Linked DNA regions of Strix aluco: region 1 is linked to region 2. Evidence: chromatin contacts called from public Hi-C data. All regions are on one chromosome and are shown on one strand. The core of a region is the stretch at or near the end of the contact, and the rest is flanking DNA. Distances in the headings are between cores, read along the strand shown. Region 1 holds the start of RBIS (ribosomal biogenesis factor). Region 2 holds the start of LOC141919920 (carbonic anhydrase 2).

What was found. Hi-C and Micro-C count contacts between places; a contact is called where the count stands out from the background.
Region 1: a contact with region 2 is called in a Hi-C map of heart, with 7 times the contacts expected there. The contact joins the promoter of RBIS here to the promoter of LOC141919920 in region 2. A contact is called at or near these places in 2 of 2 Hi-C or Micro-C datasets (brain and heart).

The regions. Positions count from the first base shown.
Region 1 is chr1:29,957,931-29,964,396 of bStrAlu1.hap1, reverse strand. It overlaps RBIS (ribosomal biogenesis factor), which reads right to left and starts at 2,441. Exons shown (of 3, transcript XM_074816572.1): 1 at 2,267-2,441. The coding sequence starts at 2,386. LOC141919971 (carbonic anhydrase 13-like) reads left to right here and starts at 3,214. Exons shown (of 7, transcript XM_074816635.1): 1 at 3,214-3,365. The coding sequence starts at 3,335.
Region 2 is chr1:29,773,925-29,780,201 of bStrAlu1.hap1, reverse strand. It overlaps LOC141919920 (carbonic anhydrase 2), which reads left to right and starts at 1,342. Exons shown (of 7, transcript XM_074816482.1): 1 at 1,342-1,590; 2 at 2,150-2,347. The coding sequence starts at 1,557.

The DNA.
Region 1 (6,466 bases), core at 1,192-3,691, 180 kb before region 2:
TACATTGCAAATGTTCATACACCTTCAGGCAACCCCAGATTTCAGGATGCCTACTGCTGTTCCAAAGACTACCCCTGTAATTCACCTCTCAGCAATTTACACAGGCAGAAGCAAACTGTGAATGGTTACACGTATTCATTTTGCTTTCAAAGCTTCCATAATTTCAGAGCATGTACACATTAACAGTAATTCCACTTATTCTGAGTGATCAAGAGAACAAGCAGTGGCAAGAGGCTGATGTAACAAGTCTACTCAGATTATCACTTTGATAACAAACTGGACAGTGAGTTGAGAAATACGGACTCAGCTCCCGGCTCAAATGGAGAGTGGATGGGACTGTGGACAATCCAATTTACAAAGATCTTTGGTTTCCCATCAGGGCTTGTTACCATTTTCCAGCTTCACAGGGGTGCTGAAAGGATCCAGTCACTTTTAATACCTGATATCCTCAGCTACTCTGGCAGGACTCCTCCAGAGAAAGAGGCTCTGTAGCTAGTTTGTGTATCTATATCAAAAGTTGTTTGAATAGGCTTTCATCTATTAAAGAATAAATCTATTTTAACAAATTTTTCTGAGCATCTTCCTATACTGCTTAATGATAACTAAATCCCCAAAGGCTTAATGAATTAAAGAATACAGCTTCAAACACACAGAATAAAATTTTACTCCTAATAAGCTACTCACTTTTCATGAATATGATTTTTAAACTTGTTTTTCTCTTTATTATACAGAACCCTCTAGACTAAGTGGAGATGTGACACCAGCAACATGAAATTGTTTATTTCCAAAGTTTGTTACATTCCTGTCTGTCTACCAGATTAACTCGTCAAGTGACTTTAGCTTGCAGGGGAAAATTTGAAAGGGCCTTTTTTTAGAGTGGCTGTTTGACTCTTTTTGCCCAGCAGACTGCAACGAAATCTAATGGGAACAATAAACCACTAACTTTCTGCTTTTATTATCAGATGCCCTTCTAGAGGGACCAGCTGAACTCTCAGCAGATCACACAGCTCAGGCTGGAGGCAGGGTTTGAAAAGAAGATGACTTGCTGCTACCAAGAGGAAAACCCTTGCTTAGATCACCCCCACCCCTCTTCCCTTGCATCGCTGCCAGCCACGACTCACTCTCTCCCTCCCCTGGGCAGTGGTGCTCTCCAGACATGAAAATGGTAGAATACTGGTTTTGCTTGTTTACTTTTCCATTCCTTCAGTATGTTAAATCAGCTCACAGAAGGGTCTGCAGAGCATCACTGTCCATCTAAGGTGCAAGAAGGGGGAAAAGAGGGATTAAAGAGCAAAACATGGCAGTGCGTGCTCTTAGATCTGTTCACTGCATCTCATTGACATGGTTTTACTTGACAGCTAAGACAAACGAACAGCTACTGGATCAGAAAAGGTTCCATCCTTTCTGGTTCTTCCCCCCCTAAAATGTTTCTCTTTGTACTCATTCATAATTAAATTTGTTCAACTTGCCAACCCAGCACAGAAAAACACAAAATGCATTTTTAGTTGCTTTTGCTGCTGATTTTAGCAAGTTGAACCACCTAGGACGTGATGAGTTCCTGAGTCAGCATCAAGCAGAGCTGTGGGAACAGAGCCCCGGCTTGGAAAAGGGGGCTGGGGTTGGGAACCTGACGGAAAAGAGCAGGACTTCCCCTCGCAGTATCTGTGCCTGGTGGTTTCGATCAGGCCATTTTGTTAAACCATGCCCTGAATTACACCATCAGTGACACTGCAAGCGTGGTCTAGTAAAGGGAAACTTGCTGAACTACGGCTGTTGTCTTTAGCATCAGGTTCCCTGGGCCATACTGAAATGCCATCAGATACTTTCTAAATGACCCCCCTCAAGGAGAACAGCTCGAAGTCTTAGGTGGCGGACGCTTGCAGAGATCAAATAACATTTTTTGTCTTTCCCTTTTTGAAGACGATGACATCCACGCATAAACCTAATTTTCAGGTGGGAACTGTGTACTTTGCAATGTTGTGCCCAGAAGAAAACTGCCCATAAAGCAGCTCTACCGAGTCCCTCACAAGCGCTCCCTCCGCCCCCCAGAAGAGGCCTCAGAGGAGGCAAGGCCGCACCGCCCCGGCCCGGAGGGATCCCCGCGGAAGCGGCCGGGCCCGCCCGGCCGAAGCCTCGCGCGGGGCCGCCGGGCGACCCGGCAGGCCTGAGGCGCTCCGGTGGGAAGCTGCCGCGCCGCTCCGCCGGCTACCCTATCCCCCCGCCGCCGCTCCGCCGGCAAACCTACCGCCCCCCATCCCCCGCTCACCTGCTTCAGCCCGGAGGTGACGGGCCGCGCCTTGCCTTTGGCCTTGGCCTTGACGGCGCCGCTGCGGGCGATGCGGAAGACGCTCGCCGCCTTCGCCGCCCGCGACCGACTCTTCCCCATGGCGGCGGCACCGCGGGGGCGGGCGGGCGGACGGACGGCTGACGTCACCCCCCGCGCGCCGGGGAAGCCGCCAATCCCCCCAGCACTGTCATGGGGCGGCGGGGCCGGCAGGGGGCGCTGCGCCCCCCGCCACCGCGCGCCGCTGCCCCGGGCCGGCCGGGGGGCGGGGCGGGGTCCCGTCGGGGGTCCCGTCGCCGTCCCAGCGTGTGCTCCCGCTCCCCCGGCAGCCCCCAGCACGGGCGGGCGGAGCTTTCCGCGCGTGTGACTGTGCCAAAGTGGCCGAGATGGCCACGGTGCCAAGGCACGTGCCTGACAGTCCCAGAAACACAGGGGTTTTAAAAAAGAATAAATTTCGCGTGGGTTGTGGGAAAGCCTACTGTCCACGGGCCGCGCCTGTAAAGCGTGAATCTGTCCAGGGCCAATTCCGAAGGGAATCAGCTTCCCTCCCCTCGGAGTAAGGGGGGGGGGGCACAGGGGCCCGCCGGGGGACGCAGCGGGGCCGGGCAGCGATGGTCGCTTTGCTTGACTTTCGGGGGGCGGGGGGTCACCCCAGCAACAGACCCTTACTTCCCCCATTTCCCTTGGCCCCGACTCGTGCCTCTTGCGGGCAGGCGGCTGGCGGAGGGTAACACCGTCACTCTCTTGGAGCGGTCCCGTGCGAGCCGGCCCCGCAGCTGTCAGCCGGCCGCGGCCCCCCGGGCCGCCCCGACGGCACGGCGGGGATGCTGGGCGGCGGCGGGCGGTGGGCGAGAATCGGAACGGATGGGTCGGGGCCGGGCTGCGCGGGCGCGGAGCGCTGCAGGCTCCTTATCGGCGCCCGAGCATCGGGGCGTCACCGCCCGTCGCCTTCAAAGCGGGCGGCGGTGACGGCGCGGCCGCCTCTCCCGTCCCAGCCCAGCCCAGCCCAGCCCGGCCCGGCCCGTCCCGTCCCGACAGGAGACCAGAGCCATGCTGCACTGGGGATACGACGAGCACAACGGTAGGGCGGCGGGCGGGGGGCTGGGGGCGGCCGCGGCGCTTCCCGCGGGGCCGTCGGGGCGGCCGCTCCCGCCGCGGCCAGAGGGGTCCCCCCGAGGGCAGCTCCCGCAGCTGGCTTCGGCAGCTCCCGAGCCCGTCAGGAAGCTGAATGAGCTGAAATGCTGTCGAGGCTTTGCGAGGTGGAGACCGAGCAGATTTTTGGCTCGGAATGATGCGAGGCTGCCTGCTGAGAGAGGTGCTTGGTGCGTGCAGCATCGCCAGCCAGAGGCGGGTCGGGGGTTGGCGCGGAGGTGGGTCTGCATCGCTCCCTGTAGGGATTCCGTTTGCTCGTCGAGTCGATCAGCTGCGTGTGCGTATCGGGTATTTATTTATTAGCCAGGCACAGCGATGGGAGCTGCTGTATCGGCAGTGCCTGATTCCGGCTGTGTCCTGCTCCTGTTCAGTGGTGGGAAATACTAGATCCTAGGATCGGTCATTTGAATGTATATGCACCTAAGAGGAGTTGCTTTGGGATTTTGGTTGTTTCATGGTTTCCTTAATCTTGTTGGTCTTTGAAGTCCCAAGATGTGCTGCTCATCAACAGGCTTAAAGACTTTCCTCGTGTTTTGCATTGTAAGTCATGCAAACGCTGCTCCTGTGTGCAGACTGGCTCACGAGTCATGCAAGTGGAAATGAAAGCGCTTTTGTAAATTGGGGCCTCAGCTCTGGTAAAATAAATGGAATAACTTACGTTGTGTGTTATAATACACAGAGAAAGAAATACCATGATAGTAAAAGGAGAAAGCTATATATTTCAATATGCTAATGCATACAGGGGTATGCACAGAGACATACACAGAGAGTTTGGAACTCTGTTTACTCAAGTACTACCTCTCCTTCCTGGTCCTTTTGTTCCATCTTTTCTGGATGGATATACTTTTCCTGAAAAACTGGGTGGTGGTGGATCACAGCGATGTTGCAACGATTAGGCGTGTTATCTACTGTTGTGCAGTCTACTCTACCCCTCCCCTGAAGACGTAAATGGGTCTTGTTTTTCAAATTTGTTTCTCCATATGTTTTCCAAGAGTGCTGTGGACTTCACCTGCACTGTCCAGATAAGAAGCCCACTTTCCCTCCCTTATCCTATCCCTCCTCCTTTGCTATTCTCAACTTCTAGGAAGGGAAGGGCACCAGAAATTCTATCGGGGTGGCCCTGGACCTTGCTTGAGGCCCCATTTCTCCTATAAACTCTGTTTACTGACTGATAACATATTTGGGGTGACGTTTGGCTTTCTCTCCTTTCTTGGACCCCACAGCAGCTGCAGGGTGGGTAGTTCCTCATCAGTCCATCCCCTTCCCCCACCCCTCACAGGAGACTAAAGGAGAGAGTCATGGATATCTAACACTTCACTGCTGTTCTCTAGCATCAGTTTTATTTCTCAGCTTTTTCTCTTCTTATGCATTTATTTTATTGGTTTTTCTTGTTTCTTGTTTGGCTGAATACCAGATACAGGACATTGCTTTGATTCTTGAAAAATTTTGTTGCCCTGCATGGCCTTGCAAATAGTTTCCCTGAAACTAAGATTAACTTTTGCAACTAATGAGGCAGAAACAAAGTGAAATTAATTAAATGTGGTGTCATGTGTTAAAGTTGACTTCCTGAAGAGTTGGAAAGCCATCTGCATTCACTCTGAGTTTTCTGCATTTGTTACTTGCAGTGATAAAAGCGCAGGGTTATTTTTAAACCAGGGGAAAACTCATCTGCCCCTTAGCAATAATAATCACAACAGAAATCATTATGTACATAAACTGTCAAATATTACACAGACGTGTCTGCATATGTGGTATATCTATGTATAAGCACATGGGTTGACTGTTGTACACAGAATTAAATGTTCTCCCCTGCGTTGATGCACGTATTTCTGAAATGCAAAGAGGTATTATTTTATTCCTGTGCAAAACTTGGCCTTTGCTTTCTTGCCACTGTTCTTAACTTACAGTTTAGTTGGTCTTATGTGTGAAGACATAATACTGAGATCTTGAAAATGGGCTTCAGTGTGGCATCATGCATGTGTTTCTTTGCTGGCTCAAAGTTCCTGTGAAGAGAGAAATGTTCTTGCCCCTTCACAGAAACAATCCTTTTAGTTAACTAGGGAATTGTCTTAGTTAAAGCACAAATCAAGAATCAATTGCCTTCAGTTTACTATTTGTTTAATAAAATATATGGAAAGTACTTACATGTATTGTGTTTTGCTGCAAAAACATCTCTTGATCTAGTTACTACTATAACACTGAGAAGTTTCATAAATAAAAAAGGATATGATTTCATGGAGGCATTTAGGTTGGAAAAGACCTTTAAGATCTTCGAGTCCAACAGTAATTCCTTATACTATTTTTTCCTCCCTGAGAATAATTACATAATTTTGATGTCTGCTTTAAAAAACAGCACTTAATTTATCCATTTTGAATTTCCAATTGTTTTTATTTGAGTTAGTCTTATTGTAAGCTAATACACACATAACTTACAAACCTAACTCTATAAATTTAAGCATTTTGTGTATGATAAACTGGGCAATGAATTCTCTTCAGGAGTAAATGAGAATGTGATCCTGCAAAGGTCAGACCATACCAAGCTAATGAACTTTCTGCGTATAATGGCAAACTATCCAAAAAAGGAATCCACTTTTTCACCTGTACATGCTCTATTTATGCAAGTATAGAGACTCATTGCAATTGAAATGTATCCTGCAATGTCTCCACCAGCCTCATTTCAAGTTAGTCTATCCTTTTGATGAAACTCATAATCTTTTAACTCCAGCTGCAAAAAAGCACCACTGTTAGGTGCTATAGCGAGTTCTAGTTCCTGACAAATTCGTAACTGCCTTAATGATGAGATCTATTTCATGAACTGAATGTGTACAATGCTGGTGGGTGCCATAAGTAGTGATAGTCTGATCTAAAGGTGGCAGAGGTGTGCATTGCATTTGGTAATTCTGTGTCCAAAACAAAGGCATGCGATCTTTGGAGCTGATGGTTCAGTTTTTCATCCTAAATCTTGGTCACAATGGCTTTGATTGTTAAGAGCTAGTAGATAATCTCCTCTAGGAACAGAACATTTTCCCA
Region 2 (6,277 bases), core at 93-2,592:
TTGTTGCTCTACATCACATACACCACAGCCACTTCTAAGTAACTTCTGTGTATACACTTCTGCCTTCACATTTCCATTTTGTGGTTGCTAAACCATCTGAGTAGAGGCATGCAAATATGAAAGGACACACACTGGGTTAATCAGTAATAAGCTTTAAATATTTTCTGCTTGTAGTCGAAGGAGACTGAGAAATGCCTTTAATTTTTATAAGCGATTTCCCAGCTGGTTGTTTTTGCTATTAGCAACAGTAACTACATTGTACGAATAGACTTTTCTCCCCCCTCTCAACAAATGAAAACAAATGGCACACATTTTACAATGTCGAATGTAAATGATGGGGTCATTCTGGTGTTGTTATTCTAGATTTACACCGACTTCATTGACAACAGAATTTAGACCCCTGTGGTTGAATCGCAACCGAATAAAATTAAAACCATATTTGAATAAACAGTCCTAACAAGAAAATGGGATAAACTAATATTACAGTTATGATGTCATTCTCATCCCAAAAATTGCTCGGAGCAAGAGGATGCAGAACAGCCTTCAAAAAGGATCATCAGCACACCCACTGGGCGCGAATGGCTTCACTGGGACAGACAGGCCTGCGGCAGCGCAGGGGCAACTCGAATTCAGCCCTTTGTAAAAGGGTTGTCAGGGTCTGATCCCTCCCGTCCTGCGAGAAAACACCAGCGTGTTGAGCAATATAAAAAAATCTAAAATAAGTATTGCTCAATTTTAATCTTGCAAGTCCATCCTCAGGAGTGGTAGTTGAGCCGCTCTCACGGCAAGTATGTATTTCCCAAATGTTAAGAAGTGAATATAAGCGCAGCTCTACCCGCTCTTCTCCGAAAATGGTTAGAAAAAATACACTATCAAGTCATAAGCAATAACGTCCTCATTTTTCTGACGCGTGACCTCCCCCCTGCTAAGCGCGTTCACCTCGGCCTCCCAATCCCCGCTAATCCCTTCTAAACCCCTCCCGGCACCCACGAAACACCCCCCGTGGCGCGGCTGGCTGCAGGCGCCCCCCCGCCCCGCTCCGCGCCGTTCCGGCCGCCCCCGGCAGGGAGCAGCAGGGGACCGCAGCGCCGGCCCCACGCGCACGGACACGCACCCGCGCACGGACACGCGCGCCCCCGGCCCGCCGGCACCTCCCCAAGGTCACGGCGCTCCGCAGCGCCCCGCGTAGCGGCCGGACGCCCGCAGGTGCGCAATGCGGGCGGGGGGCACCGCGGGTGGGAGGGGGGACTTGGGGGGGGGTGGGGGTGGGGGGGGGCCGCTCGCGCCCCGGCTGCGGCCGCCCCGCGCCGCCCGGCTGCCGGGGGCGCTGCGGGCCGGGCCCGCCGCAGCTCCGCGGGCGCGGCGGCTCGCGGGTTATAAGGGACCGCTCTCTCCGCCCCCAGCGGAGTCTCCCTCCGCCCCCGGCCGCGCTCCCCACCCCTTCCTCCGGCCGCGGAGAAGGGCATGGAGTTGGCGGGAGCCTATAAAAGCCCCTGAGAGCGCGGTGGAGGCACGGCGCTGCGACAGCCTCCGCAGACAGAGCCGGGCCGCGCACCATGTCCCACCGCTGGGGGTACGGCAGCCAGGACGGTGAGTGCCCGGCGGGCTGCGGGACGGGACACCGCACCTGCCGCAGGTCCTCGGGAGCAGCGCTGGGACGTGCCCGCTGCGCGTCGCACTGAGCCCTTGCCCTGAGCGGGAATGAGCCCGGTGGCGCTCTTTTCCTTTTTTTTTTTTTTTTCCCCCCTTTTAACCTTGAGATGCCACCTGCGCCTGAGCAGCCAGCCAGGCGCGCCGCGCGATTTGCCTGGAGCATCTTCTTCTTTCCCGCTGCCGGTCCTTTACTTCGGTAACAGTGCAAGGAAGAGGGGAGGACGGGGCGCTGCTCCGGCAGGACGGGGTGGCCCCTAGAAGGACTCCCCGGTAAAACCCGCGCCTCAGCCTCCCAGGCTCAGGGGCTGCCGGGTCCCCGCCCTGCTCCCCAGGTGGGATTTCCCCTCTGTGTTGCCAGCACTGGCACCCCGCACAGGTGGTACTTTAGTAAAGGCTGATGCTAGCGTTAAAAACATCCTGGTTTTAGAGTGAGGTTATCGTTTATATCCCCCGAGCTTTCGATGTTCCCACCGAGCTGCTTTACGCTGTCTTGCAGGACCCGCTCACTGGCACGAACACTTCCCCATCGCCAATGGGGAGCGCCAGTCCCCTATTGCCATCAGCAGCAAGGCCGCCAAGTACGACTCCTCTCTGAAGCCTCTCAGCTTCAGCTATGATGCCGGCACGGCTCGAAACATAGTCAACAACGGGCACTCCTTCAACGTGGAGTTTGATGATTCCTCTGACAAATCAGGTGAGACCTCATCTTCATGTGTGGGAGTGGAGATGGGAGAAACTGCTACTAAAATGTCTACGGAGGCCATAGGGTGTTTTAAAAGGCAAAAAAATACCAAAGTGTTTTGGCTCCAGTAAGGTCAGGATTCAGCTCCTTTAGGCTGGAAGGAAACTGAGCTGCCGTTAGAAGTAAGCTAAACCTATCAGGGCTGTTTTGAGCTGCCCTGCTGTAAACTCCAGAAAATCGAGTTGCTTTATTTTTGTTTAAATCAGAAGGATTTGCGTATGGGCTCAGCTGTGAAGAGAAAATAAAAAATTATTTGACAAGAACAATTGTAGGCATGGCTCATCATAAGCTATTGACCAAATGGTTAAAGAGGCAAAGTACATGGTAGGAGGAAATTGGCCGTAGAATAACAAAGGATTACAGTTAACAACTTGAAGTGGAAATAGTTTGGGAATAGTTTCTTTGGTTATCAAAATATTATTTCATATTTCTGAAGCCAGTATGCTTCCAGGTTAGTACAGAAACAGAGGAATGATTAGAAAATACCTCTTCGTTCTTTTATAATTTAAACAAGTATTATCCCTGACATTTTCCTGACACTGGGCTTTCTAGATAAAGATAATGTGTCTGACACATTCCTACAAAGTCTGCAAGCAGGTAGTCGTTCCACAGCGTCTTACTGTTCATCGTACTGTATGGTGAAATTAAGCCCTGAATCCTGCAAACCTTTTAGTAATCCTTACTAAAAGGAATGGGCATGTTGATGGACAGATGAAATCCAAGCCAAAGTTACAACAGGTTAATTGTAGTTCTTTAATTGTAGTTTTTCAGCTGGCTGAATTTGCAGAAATCATCACTCTGCTATGATGATGTGTCTCTTTTTAATTTAGACAGAAAAAACAATCCTATTGTAAGTCACTGCCTTCTCTAGACACTGCCTGATTTAACTTGCTTGAGCAAGCGCCCTGTTTTTGCTAAGCATTTTGTTGGCAATGTCATTTAGGGAATGGTGCTGAAAACAAATGATCCGTGCCTACTAAAAATGTGATGTTTCTGCAGGTAATGTAATATAACACTATAACAGACATTCAGCATTACTCTAAGAATTTGACTTTGTATTTTTATTACAATCTTTATAACTGAACAATATTAAGTGGTCAGCTGTAAGTGTTCACAGTTGTATAAATACACATAGATCCATGTATAATTTGTGCAGAGCATCCAGATCAATATTTGTATGTTTTTTTTAAAGGAAAAACGTATTCTGAGTTCTTAGTGTTTATTTTTCTGAAGCACTGAGGAGCCAAAGAGCTGAACACATGTTCATTTTAACAGTGTCATGGGGAATAAGGTAAATGATTCAGAGAACAAAAAAGAATTATGTTTTCACCAGTTACATGCGAGTTTGCTCTTGCTGTCATCCTGCTCTCACTGAGCCCAAGGGAAGCAGGTTCAGGTCTTCACCGTATAACCACACTATTATGTGTTCGCTTTGTGTGTGCGTAAGTTTGGAAAGACTGAACATTAGGTTGTATTTGATAACTTGGGAGGAGAAAATGGCAGGAACATATAATAATCTAAAGAAATGTCTGTAGGAAGAATGATTTTTATGAGGAAAGTCAGTGCAGAACCAGAACATCTGTGACAGGGATCCTCTGACAGATATGCAGTGACACAGCTTTTAGAGTGGGAGGATAGGAGATGCAAGTAGAAACATTCTCAGTAGCTCTATTAGTGAATCAGACACTGATTATTCTTTAGAAAAAAACATTAAACAGATCTCTATGAAGCCAGGTAAGGGTGGTTCCTTTAGTATCACACTTCCTATCGAAAATTACAGTGCATAGAATCTACCTGGCAGCATGCTTAATGGCTTCATTTGTATGCAGTTAACTAGGTAACCTACTTTCCTTACACAAAATAGAGCTGTCTTTGACTTGACTGTGCTTGATTCACTCCTATTTTTGAATTTGAGACTAACTATAATGCACGTACCAAATTCTTGGTTAGACATCATGCAACAGTCACTCAAGGGAAAACTATGGGAAATTGTGATGTGCTGGTATGTTTTACAGAAGACAATGGAATAAAATCCTGTAAATACTTTATACAGGCTGTATTGTTTGCTCCTGTGAGCTGTCCCATATGTAGTAATGAATTGTTTGTGGTGGTAGGCACAAAATGAAGTAGTAAGATCACTGTTTGTGAATAATTTTCAAGACATGGATAATTGCACACAAAGAAGTAAATCCATTCATTAAGAATCTTCAGGCTTGTAACTAATGACCCTGAAGTAAATGGAACAGCAGTTCTAGGCATTAATGTCTGTTGCATACTCTGAAGAGCAGGAGTCAAAAATGAGTTCTTCCAATTAAAAAATAGAGGTAGTAATAGTTAGTATAGTAAAAATAGGTAAGAAAGCCAAAATGCATTTTTGGATAAAACTTTGAAAATAATTGCTACTTATTTCTTTGATTCAGAAAATATGTAATGTGAATACTGTTGATCACAAGTACCAACAAGTAGATGTCACAATATTTAAAATTTTGGTATAAAATATTTTCCCCCAAATAAAAGGCTGTTCCCCCAAAATGTGTATTTCTTACAGTATGTGTGTGCATACAAGAATATGTAATAAAAAGCTTCTGCCCATATCAGTGAAAAACTAAAAATCTAAAAGAAAAAATAAGATTTCTTAAAATGATATCCCATCTTTATTCTTTAGCATAGTAAGGATGTAAAATAAAAGTTTTAACTTTTTAAACAAGAATAATCTAGATGCAATTTATGTGACTAATGTATCTTCACAGAAGAAAATGTTTTTTTTCTCTGCTCTTTAGCAGATCTCTTTACTGATAGGTGGGGCTTTGTAGACATAACTCTTCATTCAGGTTGTAATTATGGCTATGATCATAATAAGTTTTCTCTACAATGATGCTTTAACAGGTAAATGATGTTAAAATCTTTGATAGCTTTAGAACCTGACTTTATTTTACTTTCTTACTAATTTCCTTAGATACGCTTTGATGTTACTAACCATGCTTAGAAAAACCCTCTTTCTAAGCAATTACCCCCCAATCTCCAATTTCATTTCTTGTAGTACAGCCTTTGAATTTCTTGGGTAATCTGACAGCTTTTTATATTCCAGAACACACTTCTAAAGGCTCAGTCAATTCCCAGAGTGAATCCCCTTCAGATTTCACAGTTGTTAGTTGGTAGAAATGGTGTATGGAAACGAAATTCACAAGCCATCATTACCTTGTTTATGAACACTTTTTTGTTTGCTGAAACTCCATGATTTTCTCTTAGATAAAAGGATATCTTCTGTCTTGTTTCCTTGCAGTCTTTCAGAATGTTTTCTTGGACTTGTATGTAGAAAGTGAGCAGCGACTTCCTCTTTCAGTTGTTACTCAGTCTCTCTTCTTCAGTTCTTGCAGTTGCTTTCTCAGTTCTGATGTCTCTTGTCTTAATGGTAGTGAGAGTTGAAGTATTTGTAGGCATTCATCTTTAAAATTTCTATAGCTTTAAATAAAAGCAAAAATTCATTATGGTAAAAGTGTCACTAGAAATAAAACTCCAAATTCAGGTTCATCCACTCTTGTATCCTGGGACCTGACCTTCCATATATGAGTAAAGCAAGCGGTGCTGATAAAATAAAGTGCATTATTATAATTTAAGTTAGGAATTTTATTGCAAAGGTGTGTCTCATGAAGGGTACTTACTTTATCATATTAAACACTTGATATTATAGTCTGCTGTAAGGACATGTGCATTGTTTCACTCTTAAAAGTCAGAAGTAAACAGCGACTTCTCAGAGCTGTAAAACCACCGGAAGTGACTTTGCTCAAGAAAGGCTCAAGAGTCTGAAAGAAGATTTTGTAACATACTTGTAATGTGTTCTCTCTGTAAGTTCCCTGGAAAACTTTTCAGAAATCCCCTAAA